Regions from separate parts of the Oryctolagus cuniculus genome. Here region 1 is linked to region 2. A link is a contact called in public Hi-C data. All regions are on one chromosome and are shown on one strand. The core of a region is the stretch at or near the end of the contact, and the rest is flanking DNA. Distances in the headings are between cores, read along the strand shown. Region 1 overlaps EMP1 (epithelial membrane protein 1). Region 2 overlaps GSG1 (germ cell associated 1).

Region 1 (3,876 bases), core at 994-3,493, 130 kb before region 2:
TGGAACTGGAGCCAGAGGGGTGGCAGCTGATGGGGCCCCAGGTGGTATGTGTTAACTAACAACTGCTGAGGCCGAGTCTGGTGGCCGGAGGGAGGCTCTCTGGCCTGCGTCAATGTACTAGCCAACAACACTCTCCCAAGGGCAGGGGCTTGACAGTAGAGAATCTCCCCAGCCACAGTTTGGGTTTGGGCCTCTCCCACCCTTCCTTCCCCCTCCCCCGCCCCCCTCCCCACTGTTTTTCCTGCACAACTTCCGCTTCCCTCCCAGATTCGACTGCTTCCTCCTCCCCACCCCCCAGGTCCCCATACACTTGTTCAGGCTTATTTCTTTCTCAGGACCAGATAGAGAACGCCAACGACGAAGGAGAAGCAGAAGCAGATCCAGGCCAGGATGAAGGAATAGCCATGGTGACTTCGGTCAAAAGTGTTGCTATCGCCATTGGCGTAACGGTGAGTGTAGATGGAGGCTCCAATCAACACGCACAGCCCTGCAGCGGTGGGAGAAACATGTTATTGGGTTTTAATTGTATTAAATTTATTCCAGTTTAACATCAAAGTCAAGGAAAGATTTTTATAATTGTTTAAAAAAAAATCCCATTTCTCTCACTGGTAATGGGATAATAAACTCTGATTATCCCAAACAGGAATCCTGTTGCTTTGCCCTGGACCAAGCTTGGGGTCCTGGAGATAAACTGGAGATGGCAGAGCTCTCATATCTGAGCTGGTTTGTGTGGCTGCAGGTGTGGCATAAAACACAAAACATCACGTTTGACACCCCACTTCCTTATCTGGACCTCAGCATATCTAGGCAGGGTATGCAGGGGTGCAAAAGAATATGGGCTTCCCCCAAACTGGGTGGACAGGGTGGGGAATGGCAGGAGAATGCAAAGTGAAATAGTCGTGGGCATTGTGGCTATGCTTTTGTCTTCAAGAGGACTCCCACCTTCCTGCCTTCTTCAACTTCATATGTACAACCGCTACTGATGGGCCCGGCCACCTGGCAGCTGCACAGGAGCGCTAGCCTTAAACAACGAAGCAGGTGAGGCTTCTTTGTCCAGGCAGCGATCCAAGATTCTCCACAAGAGACCAATCAGAGGAGAGAACTGCACAAGGCAGTATCCCTAAGCCGTGTGCTCATCCACGCCTGTCACTAGGAGCTCCCAAGGTAAGACTGACTCAGCAGCCTCCGCTCTGCACACTGGAGCCGGCCTCCCTGAGATACTCACAGCACACCAGCATGGTGGCCCCTGACAGGAAGAACCGATTTCCCTTCTCCATGGTGAAGAGCTGGAACACGAAGATGATGAGCGAGATGACGGAGAAGATGATGGAGAGGATCATAAAGGCTTGCACTGCCTTGAGGGCATCTGCAGACACAGGGGGAGGAGAGCAAGGGCATCAGACAACTCCAAGAATGGAGGCGCTTCCCCCACCACACCAAGGTCAGCCTTGCACTGCTGTCTTTGTACATACCTTCATGGCCGTATGACAGGCCTCCACTGCAGTCCCCACTGGTGCAATTTCTCCAAAGACCTACAGATGCGTTAATAGAGTCTGAAACCACCCAGACCTAGAATTGGAAAGAAGCAAAGCATAGATTTAAAACAGACTCAGCGTTATAAAAGGAAAAAAAGAAACAGCCAGCTTACTAAGTCTTAATAACTAAGGTCCCAAGAGATAAGAGAATGTGAGAGTAAGAAAAAAATTAAATCCCCTAACTTCTTTGGACTTCACATTCCTCATGTCTTACACACACACACACACACACACACACACCAGGAAGTAATTCACCCATAGTGGTTTAAAATTCTAAGGTTCCAAGAAACAGAAACTCTGCATGAGAAAATTGGTTTTAAGGATGAACAATTCACATGAGGGTGCTTCAAAAAATGTATGGAAAGTATAATTGAAACAGACTTGTATATGGGGACAAAAAATGCATGCACAGTGCTTTCATAATACACATTTTCCATAGCTTTTTGAAAAGTCCTTGTATACCCCATCAAGATTATTTCAGTTAAGGTCATGGCTAACAAGAAAAAAAAAAAAAGGTCAAGGGAAAATGTCCAACTGGAACAACAGAACCATGAGGGCTACCAGGAAAATAATAATGAGTCCGGTCAGTAAGCTGCTTTCCTGGGAACAGAAGGGTCAGGCTTCGACTGGCACAGCAGGCAAAGTAATTTCAGAATAAAACAGTGCAGCAAGAGCTTTCCCATGGTGGCAGCTGAATGTGGAAGAGTGACCACGATGCATTGCCCCGGGCTCACCGTGGAGCTGGCATCCCTTCCTGCCCAGCCTAAGCAATTCCTCCTCTGGTGCTGTCTACAGCATGCACGTGCTTGTACACACAGAACGCAGAGGCAGCGACGAGCAATTACCCGTTCCTCGCTCATCACACAGCCCTGCGCCAAGCCCTATATTAGGGGCTGATAATTCCCAGATGGGCGGTACTTTGCCATCCACTAACAGACTTTGAAGAAGTTTATCAGGCTTGTTATCCAGAGACACACAGGGTTGGCAAACAGAAGGGTGGAATTACAAAATCCAGAGGAGGCCCCACGGGAATGGGTTGCATCTTATCACAGCTATGCTTAGATTAGCCTTGGTTATGATCACACCCGCCCATGTTTGCTAAGCTCTTCTCCCTGAACTTGAAACCCACTTATGTTGTAACCGTAACAGGGACCGAAACAGAATCAGGAACCATCATTTGCCCGCATAGTAATTGGGGGCCTTGGTTTTTTAAGCCCAAGGTGCTGTCTTGAAAATTTGCAAGAAAAGCAAATTGAGCATTATAAACCACCACTAGAGGTCAGGACAGCCCAAGGTTCAGACAGAAACACCTGTGGCCATCTCTATGGGATATTTTTGTTGTTTCATTTGAGTTAGTGAGTTCAGTGGCAAAATCCCCCCATCACATTCTACTCTGTGCTCAGAACTTGAATTCGTAGGTCTGGCAACCAAAGCCTCTCCCCCTTCACTCCCATCTGTCGGGCTTTCTGCACCAGCCTCATGGGTGTCCTTGTCCCTGAATAGAGCTTGTCCTTCCAACACGTGCACCTTTGCTTGCCCTCCTAGCTGGAATGCACCTCTGTTCTCCCTCCACCCAGCCTTCCCTGAGGGGACTCCCTCTGTCTACTGTTCCTTCTCCAGATACTGAAGCAGCTCACTGTATCCAGCAGTCTCCACACACCCACAGCCCCTAGTGTGACCCCTCCCATGAGCACTTGCCTCGATCTCTGCGTTATTCCATTGCTGGAAGTACGAGTGTGTGAGTGTACGTGTGTATGTTTTCCCACAACTAAGCTAGAAGCTCACAAAGGGCAAGGATTATGGCTTAAACATCTTTAGTAGCTCCTTCTGTAAATAGCTAATTTCTCAGTGCATGAACGAGGAGAACAGGACTCACATTGGCGATGGTGGAAACAAACAGCATCACACAGGTGGCAATGTGGACCACAAAGATGGCAGCCAGTAACACCAACATTGTGGCTGGTTTGGTAACTTGTGGGTGGAGAAAGTTCCTGCAAAGAAAACAGAAAGGGACACAAATGGTTACTGCTATGCACTAAGACAATTCTGCTCTCCCCCAAGTGTGAGCTCCTTGCTAAAATGAGCCAGTTACAAGAAAAGTAATCACAATGTATCACATTGTATCAAAAGTATCACAATGCCATCATTTAGTCTGGAAAACACCTTGTTCACCTCATTCCCAGTTAGCCTGCGTGCCTATTCATCTATTTACATACACCTCAATGTAATTACAATTCTGTTTCTTCTCAGGTGGTTACATATTTATTTCTTTAATACAGCCTGTTACATTTTATGGCAATTATTGATGTGTTATTTGTGTTTCAGAGTCCAAAAGCAGGGC
Region 2 (3,351 bases), core at 342-2,841:
CTTCCCCTCCTGGAAGTGACTGCATTCGCAGAAGCGCTCCAACAATGCAGCAGCAGCGGAAAGGGAAAGGCGCGCGAGAGGCCCCGGGCTGACGCGAGTGCAAGTGTTCCAGCGCCCGCACCCACCTTAGAAAGACTGGGGTCGTTTTCCCTGAGCATTTGGAGTTCTGTGGATCCTTGACACTGATTACAGCTGAGAATAATTAATTATCTCAGAGCTGTGTCCTGTGGCCGTTGTAGACATTTTGGCCACCCAGCAAGAGTGTTTTGGTGGCAAACACTCTGCCCTTCCCTCCCGTGTGCTTGCCTTCACCCACCGGTGAAGGACTCCAGCATCGGCACTGGAGTGACATTTCAGACACATCTAGTGGGGCTCTGATGAGTAGGGAATCACCCAGCCAGCGAAACGACGAAACAGAGTTTCCAGTCTGGCCTTTGAGTGCTCTGTTTGTTCCCTGGTCTCTGTGAACTAGAGAGAATGCTTGCTCATTAAATCATTGCTGTTTTCTGGGATTTGCTCATTGAAAAGCAGGAATGTTTCCACAGGTGGGAGGAAATCTCTTGGCAGGGAATCGAGTGAAACTCGGGGCATCTGCGTAGAAAGGCGTAGGGTGTGTCTGGATCTACGGACACTGGTAGCCGCTCGGCTCTTGTGAGTGTGAGTCGGGAGGAATCATCTGGTCGCTGTTTGGACACACTGCTTCATTCACATCTTTACCTGGAGGCTCCCTAAGTGAACCCCTGAGGCTTATTTGTGTTGCGAACCTCTTTCATTCATTGGTGAGTATTAAAACAGTGCTAGGTCCTGAGGCTCAACCATGAGTAAAACACAGCTGCTACTCTATCCAGCAACTTAAAGTCACATGAGCATCCTAATACACAAGCCAGCCGTGTGATGATTCCCATGAGAGAGGTGCGTGCTGGAACAGGAGCAGAGAACTCACTGACAGTCAAAACGGTTACACTGGACTCCGGTCTTTCCTCTAGTAACAGAAAGGAGTTGATAAACATGGATCAGAAATCTGTCTCCAGGGTGAACAGAGGCATCATCGCCAGGGAAGGTCAATGAAACTTAAAGGAAGTGCCAGTGTGGATGATATAGAAAAAAAAAAAAATCTGGGGCTGGTGCTGTGGCATAGCAAGTATAGCAAGTAAAGCCACTGCCTGCAGTGCCGTCCGTCATCTCCTATGGGCGCCTGTTCGAGTCCCGGCTGCTCCACTTCTGATCCAGCTCTCTGCTATGGCCTGGGAAAGCAGTAGAGAATGGCCCAAGTCCTTGGGCCCCTGCACCCATGTGGGAGACTCAGAATAAGCTCCTGGCTCCTGGCTTCGGATTGGCCCAGTTCCTGCTGTTGCGGCCATCTGGGGCATGAACCAGCAGATGGAAGAATCTCTCTCTCTCTCTCTCTCTCTCTCTCTCTCTCTCTGCCTCTCTGTAACTCTGCCTTTCAAATAATAAACAAACTCAACCAAACACTGGGATCCTTACCCCCAGGCTGTGGCACTGAAGGAATGATGTTGTGCACAACCTGCTGACGCTCAGCATTACTGATCATTCGATCATTGGGATCCCCTCTAATCCACAGCGGACTCACAAAGCAATGCACTGAATCCCATTTACAAAGGACAGCTGGTGCCCAAGACCATTGTTTCACCTTGCAACTACCTAATAAATGTGGAGTTTTTTTCAAACACCCCCAGGAATAGTGACTGAGAACCTCAGTAAATCAGCTCAGTCCCACCTCTAGGTTTTGTGATGTCACAAATGGTGAGGTGCATACATATCCTTGTGGAAGGCACCCTGAAATGGGAACACACAAAAGTTAAATACTGTGTTGAGATGTGGAATCTTTGTGTCTGTACTGAGTCATGAGCTTCGGAGCCTAGCCTAATTATATTTATGTTGCATTGACTAGCAATTACTTTTTCTGAGAGAGGAAAGGGAAGAAAAAAAATATTAACATGCCCAAATTACAATGAAAGGAAGTGAGTGGGATGCTGGGCTCCGATTTTTGCGGCCAGGCAGAGAAACCCATGTTTTGTCACAAAGAGGAAATTGGACATTGTGGCACAGAGTCCTTGGAGAGGGGGTAGCACAAGACTAGTCGTGTGTAACAGCCGGGCCAGCACGCACACAAAACACACACCGCTTCCTTGGGAGGATCCAGGCTTTGTGGAGTCCTAAAATCAAATCTTTTTTTTTTTTTAAGAAAAATAAAATTACAAGTAGAAATTAGGTAGCAGGGTCTTGGAAGGGGCCCAACCAAGCGGGCAGCCACAAAGCTGGGGTTTCCTCCCACTCACTCTAAATCTACCTCTGGGCTTCCTCGTGCAACACATGAATGACTCCACCCTCCTATCCCCTTTTCCCTGGAGAAGGCAAACTTCAGGCTATTAAGGCACAAGGGGTGCGGTTTATGAGCAGAGGCAATAAAAACCAAAGACACAAGGCTGCCAAACCAGTGACTCAAGCGGGATATGAGAAGTGTCTGCAAGTATTTGAAGGGTGTAAGTGCAGAGGAGGAAAAAGGAGTGTTCAGGGGTCTGGGGTGGAGAGGGAATGAGGACACCATTCAGGACAGAAAAATGTGAGGAAAGCTCATCAGGAAGCCTTGGCTGCCCGTATTTTCTGATAGTGTGCTGTTGGATTTCCCATGGGAAGTATTTGAGGATCTCTGGAGTCACTGCAAAGTGGAACTGGCCACACAAAAATGTGCTACAGGAAGCAATCCTACAAGACGTGCCCCAGGGAGTGGCTGGATGCCCCCAGAGTTCACTGTGAGCGGTGAATTCCATCAGGCTGACACATGGGCTCCTGCACGGGTGTGCAGGGAGCAGGCCCGAGGAGGAAAAAGAGCAGTCCTACAGGGAGGAGGGGCCACCTCCACCCACATCTCCCTGATGTGGAAGGAAGCAGGAAGAGGAAAGAAGTGTGAGGGGATAGCACCACCCAGCGTTGTCCTGGCTCTGTGGAGCCAGGAAGCCCAGAGCCAATTCAACTGTAAAAGTGATCACAGAATTCCTGCTTGTTCTGTCAGACCGGATAAAGGGTCGTTTGGGTGAGACAGAAAACGTGCCTGGACATCCGTCCATGTTATCCACTTAGCTCGTTCACATCAATCTGAGACTATATTGGGTGACAAAAGCAGGATCCAAAGAGACTCACTTGGACAGACATGGACAAACATTGAAGTTAAAGGGAACCTGATTTTGATCCCTTAAACTAACTGCACAAATACAGTAAGGGAGAAACATGACTTCGTGGCTTACCTGGGAGAGATGGGAAAAGGCAGAGCAGGATTTAGAGGGTTGCATTAAAACTAAACCCCAATCAGTCAAACAGGTGTCATTT

What was found. A called contact is a pair of places that touch in the nucleus more often than the background predicts.
Region 1: a contact with region 2 is called in a Hi-C map of an unstated tissue, with 5 times the contacts expected there. The contact joins two enhancer-like sites. A contact is called at or near these places in 5 of 6 Hi-C or Micro-C datasets (ear pinna, embryonic fibroblasts, psoas muscle and 2 more).

Annotation. Positions count from the first base shown.
Region 1 is chr9:110,879,633-110,883,508 of mOryCun1.1, reverse strand. It overlaps EMP1 (epithelial membrane protein 1), which reads right to left. Exons shown (of 5, transcript NM_001082357.1): 2 at 3,412-3,526; 3 at 1,473-1,569; 4 at 1,226-1,366; 5 at 1-487. The coding sequence starts at 3,489. The coding sequence ends at 321. Among named protein-coding and RNA genes, the nearest start is that of EMP1, 14 kb to the right of the region's middle. Within about 2 kb of position 2,243, at least 1 of the 8 cell types and tissues checked has an H3K27ac peak or open chromatin away from gene starts, as enhancers often do.
Region 2 is chr9:110,750,796-110,754,146 of mOryCun1.1, reverse strand. All of the region lies in intron 1 of GSG1 (germ cell associated 1), which reads left to right. Among named protein-coding and RNA genes, the nearest start is that of GSG1, 3.9 kb to the left of the region's middle. Within about 2 kb of position 1,591, at least 1 of the 8 cell types and tissues checked has an H3K27ac peak or open chromatin away from gene starts, as enhancers often do.